2 separate regions of the Sus scrofa genome follow, and region 1 is linked to region 2. The links are chromatin contacts, called in public HiChIP or PLAC-seq maps. All regions are on one chromosome and are shown on one strand. Each heading gives the region's core, a stretch centred on a gene start, on an enhancer-like site or on the middle of the called end of the contact. The rest is flanking DNA. Distances are from core to core; before and after follow the strand shown.

Evidence for each region. HiChIP or PLAC-seq counts read pairs in DNA pulled down with a chosen protein or histone mark.
Region 1: an H3K27ac HiChIP or PLAC-seq map of skeletal muscle shows a contact between it and region 2, with 6 times the contacts expected there. The contact joins two enhancer-like sites. A contact is called at or near these places in 1 of 5 promoter capture datasets (fetal liver) and 1 of 2 datasets of contacts at active chromatin or transcription factors (skeletal muscle).

The regions. Positions count from the first base shown.
Region 1 is chr10:14,964,005-14,967,065 of Sscrofa11.1, forward strand. No RefSeq gene overlaps it. Among named protein-coding and RNA genes, the nearest start is that of CDC42BPA, 25 kb to the left of the region's middle. Within about 2 kb of position 1,542, at least 15 of the 83 cell types and tissues checked have an H3K27ac peak or open chromatin away from gene starts, as enhancers often do. A contact at or near this core is called in skeletal muscle, where this site is marked.
Region 2 is chr10:14,604,521-14,607,535 of Sscrofa11.1, forward strand. All of the region lies in intron 1 of COQ8A (atypical kinase COQ8A, mitochondrial), which reads left to right. Among named protein-coding and RNA genes, the nearest start is that of COQ8A, 8.8 kb to the left of the region's middle. Within about 2 kb of position 1,716, at least 13 of the 83 cell types and tissues checked have an H3K27ac peak or open chromatin away from gene starts, as enhancers often do. A contact at or near this core is called in skeletal muscle, where this site is marked.

The DNA.
Region 1 (3,061 bases), core at 292-2,791, 360 kb after region 2:
TTTCTTGCTTATATAAGTGAAGTAACCTCTTAGTTAGCTGCCCATCTTACCTCCCTAGGATTGCTGCGGTTTATTTTGCTTTTTTTTTTTCTTTTCTTTTTAGGGCCGCGAGTGCGACATATGGAGGTTCCCAGGCTAGGAGTTGAATCGAGCTACAGCTGCCAGCCTACACATCAGCAACACAGGATCCTTAACTCAGTGAGCAAGGCCAGGGGTCGAACCCGCAACCTCATGGTTCCTAGTCAGATTTGTTTCTGCTGCGCCCCAGTGGGAACTCCCCATCACTGGTGAAATTCTTCATGATTAGGATGCTCCTGCCAGCCAATAGCTGTTAGCACCTCACTTAACACCACTCAGAGGTCCTTGCCAATGGAAAAGCAAGACTCCTCTGAAAGCTTCCTTTCTATGGTACTTCTGGCTCCAACTGTCTTGGCCTGGGTTCCCTAAAAAAGTAGAGCCTAAGATAAGGATTTGAATGGGAAGTGATTCCCAAGAAACAGGAATGAAGCTAGGAAGCAAAAAACAGGAGAGGAGGAAAAATTATCCAAAGGTGTGTTGTTAAGCTGTTCACGGGGCTCCATCCTGCTGGAAACTTTCTAAGGGGTCACGTAAAATGTGCCTCCAAATTGTTCACTCAGCCTCTCCCATTGGTCAATGGAACGTCTGCCCCAGGAAACAAAACTCCTTGCTGGGTTTGCACAGCCATCGTGTCAGAATGGCTGAATGGGTTTCTTTAGGTGTCCCACGGGGTACAAAGTGCGAGAAATGTGATAGAGTTGAGGTGGGATGCCATCAGGTTATACCTACGCAATGTTGGTGTCACCTACTGATGGCAGTGCCAGCCGGCTCCACTTAACCCCACGCAGCACCAGCCACGTCAGTGGCTGGAATAAAAAGATGCTCAAAATGTTGTAAGACAAGATGCGAGATGTCTCTGATAGGCCTCTTCTCCCGGAACATTGCCTCATATCATTCTCTTTGCCCAAACTTTGTATTTCATTTATCATCACTCTGATTGTCTCCTGGAAACAATCTCAGCGGGGAGTTTTCCCCCATCTGTAAAGCTTAACCCAACAGCACTCTTATTATCTAATAGCTATATCCATCCAGTTCCTCTGTGCAACTTCCTTTGTGAATTATCAGAGAACAACACTCTCCCCAGGGTGTTTCTAGTATGATTTAACTGTCCCTGGTCATAAATTATAATACATTTGTGACAAAGGTTTCTTAGGTCATGTCCCCTGAGACACACTATGAGATAGGATTGTTTGTAGGAGGTTTATTGGGGGGGAGCTGTCTTCAGGATCAGCATCCATGGGGAGAGAAGGAAGTAGGATTGGGTGGAAGGAGGAGCTGAGCTGGGATGCAACAGAAGCCAGGCTGCAGCCAAGGGGAGCTATGCATGGCCTGTCTTGTCCCACCTTGATGCAAAGCGGGTAGACCCTTGTACCTGGCGTCCGTCAGTGATTGGGTGGGGACTGGCCCCAGGGAGGGTATGTTCTTGGGCTCAGGACTGAGAGCATTTCCTGGAGAGTGACTCAGCTAAGAGTCTGGAGCCGCCAAACACTCCAGCAGCTGGGGAAATATCTCAGTTCTGAAGATCTGGGCAAGGTATCACTGCATTAACTCTAGTCCATCCTCTCTGCCGCTGGGGTTGTTTTTCTTGTAAGTTCAGTTCTGCAGACAGTTCCTCCAGGATTCTGGTTGGTTCTTCTTGTGGGAAATTTGAAAGAGGAAAGTTGGCAGAAAAACCACAACTTCTGCTACTGCAGTAACAGAGCCTGAGGCTCCAATTAACCATCTCTCCCTCCTTCTGCCTGTGCTACATTCCTCTCACGCTTGGCTGGACCTCTGTTGGTCTTGGTGCCTGACCTGGTGGGCTGAGGCCCTGGTTGCCATGCCCTTCTCAGCCTTTTTTTCCCCCTTGTTTTGGCCGCCCCATGGCATATGGAGTTCCCAGGCAACGCAGGATCCTTAACCTACTGTGCCGGGCCAGGGATCAAACCTGGGTCCCAGTGCTCCCAAGACACTGCTGATCCCATTGCACCACAATGGAAACTCCTGGCTCTGGCACCTTGCCTATTAACTCTCAAAACTGGGAAAAGTGGGAGTTCCCATTGTGACTCAACAGTAACGAATCCCAGCTAGTATCCATGAGGATGCCGGCTCAATCCCTGGCCTCGCTTAAGGTCGCAGCTCTGGCTCAGGTCCAATCCCTGGCCCACAAGTTACATATGCTGTGGGGCCGCCAAAAGAGTGGGGGAGTGGGGGGAAGAGGCATATTCTTTAATACAGGAATGTTTTTGGAAGGTACAATGGTGAACAAAAAGGAATATTTATCAACTTAGCCTGGGATGGGTTGGGATGGGAAAGCCAGAGACAGGAAAGTCTTCACAGAGGAAAAGGAGTATTTTGCTGGTGCCATAGGCTGAAGAATGTCTCCCCAAAGATGTCCCCAGTACGTGTGAATATCTTAAGTGGCAAAAGGGACCTTGCAAAAAAGGGGAGGGGGGGGAACCTTGCAGATATGATTAAGTTAACGATCTTGAGACAGGAGTGTGAGAGACGCAGAGGATGGAGGGATGCAGTGATGAGGAAGGAGCCACGGCCAAGGGACGCAGCAGTGCCCAGAGGCTGAAAAAGGCCAGGGGCAGGGGCTCTGCCTTGAGCCTCCAGAGAGAATCAGCTGCTGACTCCTTGATTTTAGCCAGGTGAATCCCATTTCAGACTTCTGACCCCCAGCACTGAAAGACAACAAATTCCTATTAAGTCCCAAAATGTATGGTAATTTGCTCCAGTAGCAAAAGGAAACAAATGCAAGGCTTCCCGGTGTACAATCTTCAAGTTCTCAGACCTCTCCTCTCGGTTCACTGGTTTCTTTCAGTGATTTTTCTCCTATTTCAGCCACTCTCTGGCTTGGTCATAGCCTAGATTTAATAATACTAATAACTGGAGTTCCCCTAGTGGTTCAGTGGAAACAAATCCGAGTAGTAACCTTGAGGTTGCAGGTTCAATCCCTGGCCTTGCTCGGTAGGTTAAGGATCCGCATTGTCATGAGCTG
Region 2 (3,015 bases), core at 466-2,965:
CATGGCATCGATCCACCCGTCCGCTGGGTGGGATGGGAGGTCCTGGGACGGTTCACACTCACACTGTGTGTTTAATCAGAGCCCTGGTCTGGCCGGTGTTTGCTTTCCACCTGGCACGCTTCCCCCTGTGCTTGGCGCTGGTCATGGCTCAGAGGTGGGTGCAGGTAAGAGGAGGGTGCCCTGTGACCTGCAGGTGGTTACTGTTTGACAGGTGCTGAGCAAACATCTCACATCTCTTTGAAATCAAACAGCAGTTTGTGGTTCTTGCTCCCTGATGTGTTCACAGCCAGCCTTTGGTAGAGCCAAGGGCTGGGCACCACGTGAGGCCGGGGTCGGCCATGCCCTGGCCCAGCCTGCGCCTCTTTCTGCTCTTGGAGGCAGGACTGGGGGCGGGAGAGGTGCTGTGTCCTGGGGAAGCTGTGCCCTGTGTCTTGGTGTCTGTCTGCCTGTGAGCGGGCTCCTAGCTGCCCTGGCTCTGCCCCTGTGAATGTCACTCTCCCCTGTTTCTCCTGCTTCTGCCCCCCAACCCCATTAAACCATGGGTGCTGCCGCTGTGGCTCCACACGGGGCAGGCTTTTAGGGTGCTCATGGACAGCAGAAGTGCTTGAAAGGTACTCAGCATCCCTGGCTGTCTCCTGGACCCTGGGTCCTAGAGGAGGGAGCTGGAGAGGCTGGGAGCCCTGGGTGCCTGCGGGTATCCCAGCGCAGCACCGGGCCTCCGGGGACTAGCGAGGAGCGTGTGTGTGTGTGTGTGTGTGTGTGTGTGTGTGTGTGTGTGTGTCCGGGGACTAGCGAGGAGCGTGTGTGTGTGTGTGTGTAGGTGGGGGGCGGTGAACCATTCTGGCCAAAGCATTGATGTCGGGGGAGATGGTGGGAGAAGATTCTGGGAAGATGCCTTGCGGTCCACAGTGAAGGGCCTTAAAGGCTAGGCCTGGGCCCATGGCTTTAGTTCTGCAGGCAGAAGAAAGTGGAGGTCAGCGAGGAGGCAGCCAGCCGCTTTGTCCCCTGCCAGACGTCTTCTCATTTCTCCTCCTGAGTGTCGTTGTTTGTCTAGAGCTGTCCCTTGCAGGGTTAACTCACTGGTTTAAAAAACTCCTGGAGTTCTGGTTGTGGCTCAGTAGTAACAAACCTGACTAGTATCCATGAGGATGCGGGTTCGATTCCTGGCCCCACTCAGTGGGTTAAGGATCTGACGCTGGCGTGAGCTGTGGTGTAGGTCACAGATAGGTGGGATCCTGTGTGGCTCTGGCTGGCAGCTGCAGCTCTGATTGGACCCCTAGCCTGGGAACCTCCATATGCCGCGGGTGCTCCCCTAAAAAGCAAAAAACAAAACAAAACAAAAAAACAAAAAAACCTCAAACAGAAAAGCAAAAAACCAAACCAAAAAACCCAACTCTTGGGGTTTTGCATACACTACTAGTGCTGAAGTTGTTGCACGTGACCTCTACACCAGTGCCACACACCCGTGTCCACGCCTGGCCTGTGTGGCTTTTGGGGCTGCTAACAAAGGTTGATTCTGGGAGTCAGTGTGGCAGGACTGAGGGCCCAGAGGGGCTCTGTGTGGGGCCCCTGTCTCTCTCTCTCCCACCACGTCTGAGGCAGAACCAGCAGGCGGGCTCGCTGGTGCCTGGAGCGGGACGCTCTCAGCCTGGTGGCCCGGAAGCGTTCCGGAAAGAGAGTTTAGCCAAGTGGCCTTTGAGAGCCCAGCCAGCTCTCAGATTTTTATGACTCATGATTTTCTGCAGCCAGGTGGACACACTTCTCAGAGCGTGAACCTTGCTGTGTTTCCAGGAGAGTGCCTGTTGGTTTTCAGAAAAGTTCCGGACCGGGGGCAGGTTTCTTATCTGCCGTCTCACTTCCCAGGCAGCAGGAGGAAGGGCCTGGAGCCTGGACGCAGGCAGGCATGTCAGGCCAGCCCCTGACAGCACCAGGGCTTGAGCAGATGAGCCCCTCTGTGGAGCTTGGCCTCCTCAGCGAACGGGGCTGTTGTAGGATGAAGAGTAGTGTAAGGTGACATGCACTGGACGGAAATAATGAATGACAGCTCTTGTAGTTCTTCATACTATTGCACTGAAATATTTAATCTGAAGTGAAAGTGTTTGAAAGATGAGGACTATAAAAGCTGATGTATGCCAGGCACTGTGCGGTCCCTGGCAGGGGCTGTGAGCGCTCAGCAATGGTTTCCGTGTTGAACCGAGCCTGGGAAAGAGGCTGGTGCATGAGCAGGACGTGTTTATGCTGACAGCAGGCACGACTCTGCAGTCAGGAACAAGAATGCATCTTGAGCTGCCCGTGGGATGGGCCAGCCCCTAGCTCAGTGCCTGGCACTTGGTTGGCACTCAGTACGGTTTGTGGGGTGACCAGACCAAGTTGATTTAGACGAACTCTCTGGAAATTATCCTAGACTACTGCCCTTCTTCCCAACCCAATGATTTACCTTTTAAAAAATAGCCACTGGGAGAAAAAAAGGAGTTCCTGTTGTAGCTCAACGGGTTAAGAATCCGTCCAGTATCCATGAGGATGAGGGTTCGATCCCAGGCCTCCTTCAGTGGGTTAATGATCAGGCATTGCCACAGGCTGCGGTGTAGGTTGCAGATGCGGCTCTGATATCATGTTGGCTGTCGCGTAGACTGGTGGCTACGGCTCCAATTCGACCCCTAGCCTGGTAGCTTCCATGTGATGCAGGTGTGGCTCTAAAAAGAAAAAGAAAAAAAAAAAAAAGCTGCTGGAAGTTCTCACTGTGGTGCAGTGGGTTAAGAATCCAACCGCAGCAGCACAAGTCACTGTGGAGGTGCATGTTCCATACCCATCCTGGCACCATGGTTAAAGGATCCAGCGTTGCTGCAGCTGTAGCCATTAGAAAAAACAAAAAACAACCCAAAAAACACCCCCCTTGCATTAGTTTCCCATTGCTGCTAAAACAAATTATCACAAACCCAGTGGCCTAAAACTCCACAGTTATCTTACAGTGCTGGAGGTCAGAGGTCTGAAATGGAACTCACCTGGCTAAAATCA